2 separate regions of the Sus scrofa genome follow, and region 2 is linked to region 1. Evidence: chromatin contacts called from public HiChIP or PLAC-seq data. All regions are on one chromosome and are shown on one strand. Each heading gives the region's core, a stretch centred on a gene start, on an enhancer-like site or on the middle of the called end of the contact. The rest is flanking DNA. Distances are from core to core; before and after follow the strand shown.

Region 1 (3,273 bases), core at 524-3,023:
ACTTCCATATGCTGCAGGTGCAGCCATTAAGAAAAAAAAAAAAAAAAAATCACTTTTTTTAAGGTGCTTTCCCTGAGCACCTACCCTGTAGTGGGTGAGACACCCCTGCCCCCCAAGCTCCCAGGGCTTTCAGTGCTTCTCCTTCAGCACGTACCACAGGTATTATAGTACCTTTGTCCTCTTGGTAATCTCAGATTGTGAACCCTGTGAGGACGGGGCCTATGTCTCTTACTGGCTCATAAGCACTTCATAAATATTTGTTGAATGAATGAGGAAGATTCTGTTAGAAACTTTTCTTTCTGCCGTCAGTCAATGGCAGAAATGTCAATCAGCGTCCCCCATCTATAGGAGTTTGGAGTTTGCCACTTAAAAGTGGCCACAAGGAAGTACCCTGGTGGCCTACTGATTAAGGAACAAGTCTTGTCACTGCTGTGACTTGGATCACTGCAGTGGTGCAGGTTCAGTCCCAGGGAATTCAATCCCTGCTGAGGGCGCAGCCAAAAAAAAAAAAAAAAAAGTGTTCCCCATGGAGGGAACAGGAATTCACATACCCTCGTGCTTGTGCCGGGAATGCAAAGTGTTATAACCTTAACAGGGTGGGGGAGGAGTTTGGTAATAGGTAGCAAAATTAAAACCCTTTGATCTAGCGGTCACAATCAAGATTCTGAGTCTATTCCAAAGTTATGCTGGCAAAAAGATACAAAGATATATAAGGTATTTTTTTGTAGCACTACTTAAGCAAAAGACTGGAAACAGCCCCAAGTCTTTAGTGGTAGCGGAAGACCAGCTGAATACTGGGGCGGCTTAGCAGCTCTAAAACAACAAGGTGGAGAATCAGGATCCACAGCTGCAGATCCGTCTCAGTGTGTATTATCAGGTGAAAACGGCTGAGTCTGGAGTAGCACATACGGTAGGTGACATTAAAAGTAAGGAGGGGAGTTCCCGTCGTGGCGCAGTGGTTAACGAATCTGACTAGGAACCATGAGGTTGAGGGTTCAGTCCCTGCCCTTGCTCAGTGGGTTAACGATCTGGCATTGCCGTGAGCTGTGGTGTAGGTTGCAGACGTGGCTTGGATCCCGCATTGCTGTGGCTCTGGCGCAGGCTGGTGGCTATGGCTCCGATTCGACCCCTAGCCTGGGAACCTCCATATGCCGCAGGGGCGGCCCAAGAAATAGCAAAAAGACAAAAAAAAAAAAAAAAAAAAGTAAGGAGGGCAGAACATATTCATATGTCCATTGTTTTATAAAGGAACAATGGAAAGATAAACCAAAAACTAATAAAAAATACTTATATCTGGGGGAGAGATACTGGGGAGGGGAAGAGGTTGGGCGGAAGGTCTTCTTTTCTTGTTTTGCCTTTAGAAGCTCATAAAGTTGGTTTGTTTTTGTTTGTTTTTTTGGCCACGCCTGCGGCAGGCAGAAAGTCCTTAGCCAGGGTTTGAACCTGTGCCACAGCAGTGACCCAGGCTGTGGCAATGACAACACTGGCTACTTAACCCACTGTGCTACAAGGGAACTCCTTGTAAAGTTTAATTTTTAAACTTAAAAAGAAAAAGAAAAATAATTTGCTGTGAGGGGAATCTGGAGGCTGGAGCAAGTGCTCCTGTTCCTGGTTAATTTGAAGTCATCCGTCTTCCTTTTACGGGAACCTCTCTCATGCAAGGGGACAGGGAAGGTTGGTAGGCACACGTGACCGTGGCTCCCTTACATGGCCGGACTTCATGTCTGTCCAGATCAGTGTGCCGCAGCAGGCCAGAAACCTCTGTTAATCTCTTCTTGCCACTCAGTGCAGAGTCAGCTCTCCTGACCACAGGCCACCCAGTGGAAACAGCTCACTTAGCCTTCTGCCTCGGCCTCAGGGCCCAGCCCTCAGTGAACTCTTTAAAATCTGCTGCCACATTTCTCCTTCTCTCGCCCCCAGCTTCACTTGGCAGTTTTCCACTTTAAAATCCCAGGGATCTTTCTTCCCAGGTCTTTTTTTCCCTCTGTGTCTCTCGTTCCATTCCTGAATAGCTTAAATTCCTTCTATCCCCCTAAAATCCTAGCCTAACTCCTGCCCTCTCAGGCTTCACAAACCACCCCAAATCTCAGATTTGCCTTGAAAGAATCAAGTGTTACGTTCTCACTAGGCCTGTGGAGCCAGTTTCTTTTCACAGGCTTTTCCTCTTCGCCCTTGATTAATAAGCTCAGCAGTTGGGGAAGACTTGATTTCTCAGTGGCCTTTGGAACAGAGGTGGAGCCCATGCCAGAACTGCCGTAGTAACAATGAAATAGATTTTCAGTGTGAACAAATGGGAAATTATGCTCCATTACATTTGGAGGGTTTGTATTTGTATGGGGTGGGAGAGTGGGGGGAGGAGAGAGGGTGGTGGTATAACAGCTGCAGAGGGAAGATTACAGGAAGTTGGGACATTTTGATTATTACCATTTTATTTTTGTCTTCCAGCTGTTAGGTCAGGCAGCTCGAAACATGGTACTACAGGAAGATGCCATCTTGCACTCAGAGGATGTAAGAAACAATTTGTTATGGGGTGGGTTTTATATGCATCGTTTGTGTGGCTACAGGGAAGTGGAATGTTCTATTTCTCTCTCTCTCTTTTTTTTTTTTCTTTTATGCAGAGTTTAAGGAAAATGGCCATAATAACAACACATCTTCAATACCAGTGAGTATGCCCTCTCCAGTGACTGCTGCACTTGCTTCTCCGTCATCTTGCCCAGGCTGCCTCTTGTGACCTTTGTCTTAAGCATGTTTTCCCTCGGAGGGAGGGGCTGGGAGTAAAGGTGGGGTCAGTCAAGGATGTGTTCCCTCTGGAAGAGCTGCCTGAGACTGCAGAAGAAGTTGGGGTATGGGGTGCAATCAGAGCAGGGACCACCATTGTGAACCTCTCTAGTAATTTGAGAGCTCCTTAGAGGGAGAGACTGTAAACCCCGCAAGGGTGGGGCCCAGGCCAGGACCACACGCATGCACTGCACCTGGCACCCAGTAGGCACTTTAATCAGTACATGTCAGTTGTCTGTGCCTGAGGTCTTTCCTGGCGTGTCTGCACCTTCCCTGGGAATCATGTCTAACTGACCTTTATCTTACATTCCCATGTGTAACCCAGCTCTAACTATATATAAATCATCCAGGAGGTTTTGAAAGATAAGAGATCCCTTCTCCATTATAGTTTTGGACAAAATTATAATTTAATTAACTTTTCATCTCATTTCATTTTGCTTTTTATTTTATGTCGTCGATACTATACTTATGTACCTCTTGGAAATATCTGGGTTG
Region 2 (3,273 bases), core at 261-2,760, 350 kb after region 1:
TTGTCTTACATGTACCAGTTTATTAAGGGTTATGATAAAGGGCACAGACGAACAGCCAGATGAAGAGATACAAAAGGTGAGGTCTGAGAGGATCTGAGCCCAGAAGCTTCTGTCTCAGTGAAGTCGGGATGGGTCTTCCTCCTGGTACGAGGATATGTTCACCAAGATGGAAGCTCCCTGAGCTCCAAACTTTTGGGAGCTACCAACTTTTTATGGAGGTTTCATTACCTGGGCATGACTGATATAACTCCATTTCCAGCCCATCTCCCTTCTTACGAGAATGGGGGCCAGGGATGAAAATTCCAAGCTTCTGGAGTTCCTGTCGTGGTGCAGCGGAAACGAATACAACTAAGAACCATCAGGTTGTGGGTTTGATCCCTGGCCTTGCTCAGTGGGTTAAGGATCCAGCATTGCCATGAGCTGTGGTGTAGGTCGAAAACAGGCTCGAATCTGGCGTTGCTGTGGCTGTGGTACAGGCCGGTAGCTATATAGCTCCGATTAGACCCCTAGCCTGGGAACCTCCATATGCCGCGGGCGCAGCCCTAAAAAGACAAACAAAGAAAAAGAAAAAAGAAAAATTCCAAGCTTCTAATCATGGCTTGGTCTTTCCGGTGCTCATCCAGGAGCCACCCAGAGTCACCTCAATAGAACAAAGAGCCCCATTACCCAGGAAATTACAAGCATTTTGGGATCTTCTGTGCCAGAAACCAGGGAAAGAGACCGCTATTATGTTTTCTATTATCTCACGCTGGGTGTGTTTTCTTCCCAGACACGGTGAGAGGCCAGGAAGCGGAGTCAGACCCCAGGACCCATCATGCTGGCCCTGCTGCTAACCCACAGTGTGAGGCCTTCAACAATTCGGAAACTTGTTTTTCTCTTCTATGAAACGGAGGCAGTAATGTCTGCTCTGTATTTCTCAAAGTTGTTTTGGGAATCATATAAGTAATGGCTCTGATCCTGGTTTAAAAGCACCAGAAGAATGTGTATTTATAACCTGGTCAAGGCCCCAAGTTATAACTAGGTTTCTACCAGGGATCCTTCCCTCCACCTTCTCCTCCAGCCCAACCAGGACCCCACAGTACAAGGCTCCAGGGTAGACTCCTAGGCCTTGGCTTAGAGCAGTGGGGCAAGGAGAAGCCAGTTTCTTCTTTCTCGGAGTCCTGGTCCCCCAGGTCTCTCTGGGATGGAGTAAGCTCTCTAAGTATTAAACACTCAGGAATCTACAAATACTCTTGGAATTCCAGCTTAGTGAGCCTGTTCAATAACGCTTCCTGCTCCACTAACAAAGGGTGATAGCAGAGGAATGCTGGGAGGCAGTCCCTTCTCCTGCCTCCAAAGAATCCTGGCAGCTCAACTTGTTATCTCCACATGTTATATCTGGAAGAAACTTTAGATCAGTGGTTCACAATTCTGGCTGAACATTAGAATCACCAGGGAAAAATACCCTTGCCTGGCTGTACTGCACGCCAATTAAATCAGAGCCTTTGGGGGAGGGACCTAGACAACAGTATTTTTAAAGCTCCCCAGATGATTGCAATGAGTAGCCTCATTTGGGAACAGCTGCTACCAAGGCTCCAGGAACATCTCGCTTTACAGAAGGAAAAACTGAGGCCTTGGGAACTGAAGAATTTTGTCTGAAGTCATACACCTGATTAAGCGTTTGAGCTATCCGGTCAACATGTTGCTGAGAATAACAGCTCATTTCTGTTGACCATTTACTCTGGGCCAGAGCAAGCACCAAGCACTTTACAAATATAATCTCAATAAGTCACCACAGTTAAGGTTATGAGAAAACTGAGGCCCACGGAGTTTAACTAGTCTTCTGAAGGTCAAAACAACTGCACAGTGGCAGAGATCCCAGTTTAATTGTTCGACTCAGTTTGAGCAGCATGCGGATGACAAGATAGGGATAGGGCCCTTGCCCTTAAGGAATTTACAGCCTACCTGGAGGAATAGGACATACATAAATGAGTCAACACTTAAAGCAGTCTGATATGTGTTATAGTAAAAGTAAACAACGGAAGGACAAGGAAGACTTGTAACGCTGGAAAAGTCAAAGAAGTCTTCCTGGAGGAGGAGGTACTTACAGAGGTATTATTACTACTACTACTACTATAATTATTATTATTTTGGCCAATTCCCTTAGTATGTGGAGGTTCCCAGGGCCAGGGATCAAACTCAAGCCGCAAAAATGACCTGAGTTGCTGCAGTGACAATGCTGGATCTTTTACCCACTGAGCTACCATGGAACTCCTGAAGAAGCCTTAAAATGTGAATGAAAGGTAGTTTAGTGAAAAGAGAGGAGGGAGAGGAAGTGGGCTAGCCAGTGTAAAGAATGGTGACTGCTCAGAGCTATGCAGTAATTCATAATGACTTGATAAGTACAATTTGGGTGAAGCTCTCACCAAGAGGTAAGACGGAAGAAGTACAAAGACTAGATCATGAAGGAGTCTGAAAGAGGGAAACCATGGCAGGATGATAAACAGACAGTGGAAGGATATACATTTATGTATTTAAAAATTGTTGGTGAGGAGTTCCTGTCGTGGCGCAGTGGAAAACAAATCCAACTGGGAACCATGAGGTTTCAGGTTCGATCCCTGGCCTCACTCAGTGGGTTGAGGATCCGGTTTTGCCGTGGGCTGTGGTGTGGGTCACAGACACAGCTGGGATCTGGCATTGCTGTGTCTGTGGCATAGGCCAGCAGCAATAGCTCTGATTGGACCCCTAGCCTGGGAACCTCCATGTGCTGTGGGTGCGGCCCTAAAAAGACAAAAGACAAAAAAAAAAAAATTATTGGCGAATACGATATCAAAAGCACAGGCAACAAAGAAAATATAAAGTGGATTACATCAAAATTAAAAATGTTTGTGCACCAAAATATACTCTTAACAGAGAAAAAGGGCAAATCATGGAATGGAAGAATAACATCAAAAAAAAACTAGCTGATTCAAAAATGGGCAGAGGGCTGGTATCCATATTTCTTTTTTTTTTTTGGCTTTTCTAGGGATGCACCCTCGGCATATGGAGGTTCCCAGGCTAGGTGTCTAATCGGAGCTGTAGCAGCCGGCCTACACCAGAGCCACAGCAACGCGGGATCCAAGTCGAGTCTGCAACCTACACCACAGCTCACAGCAACGCTGGATCCTTAACCCACTGAGTACAGCCAGGGATCGAACCTGCAACCTCATGGTTCCTAGTCAGATTCATTAACCACTGCGCCACAAGGGGAGCTCCTGGTGTCCATACTTCTGCAAAAAAGATAAACAAAAGGCC

What was found. HiChIP or PLAC-seq counts read pairs in DNA pulled down with a chosen protein or histone mark.
Region 2: a contact with region 1 is called in an H3K27ac HiChIP or PLAC-seq map of skeletal muscle, with 3 times the contacts expected there. The contact joins two enhancer-like sites. A contact is called at or near these places in 1 of 47 Hi-C or Micro-C datasets (omental adipose tissue) and 2 of 2 datasets of contacts at active chromatin or transcription factors (alveolar macrophages and skeletal muscle).

The regions. Positions count from the first base shown.
Region 1 is chr14:113,837,733-113,841,005 of Sscrofa11.1, forward strand. BORCS7 (BLOC-1 related complex subunit 7) reads left to right here. Exons shown (of 5, transcript NM_001244615.1): 2 at 2,446-2,508; 3 at 2,619-2,662. Among named protein-coding and RNA genes, the nearest start is that of AS3MT, 4.7 kb to the right of the region's middle. Within about 2 kb of position 1,774, at least 23 of the 83 cell types and tissues checked have an H3K27ac peak or open chromatin away from gene starts, as enhancers often do. A contact at or near this core is called in skeletal muscle, where this site is marked.
Region 2 is chr14:114,185,386-114,188,658 of Sscrofa11.1, forward strand. The region is part of intron 10 of PCGF6 (polycomb group RING finger protein 6); the gene reads right to left. Among named protein-coding and RNA genes, the nearest start is that of NT5C2, 20 kb to the left of the region's middle. Within about 2 kb of position 1,511, at least 16 of the 83 cell types and tissues checked have an H3K27ac peak or open chromatin away from gene starts, as enhancers often do. A contact at or near this core is called in skeletal muscle, where this site is marked.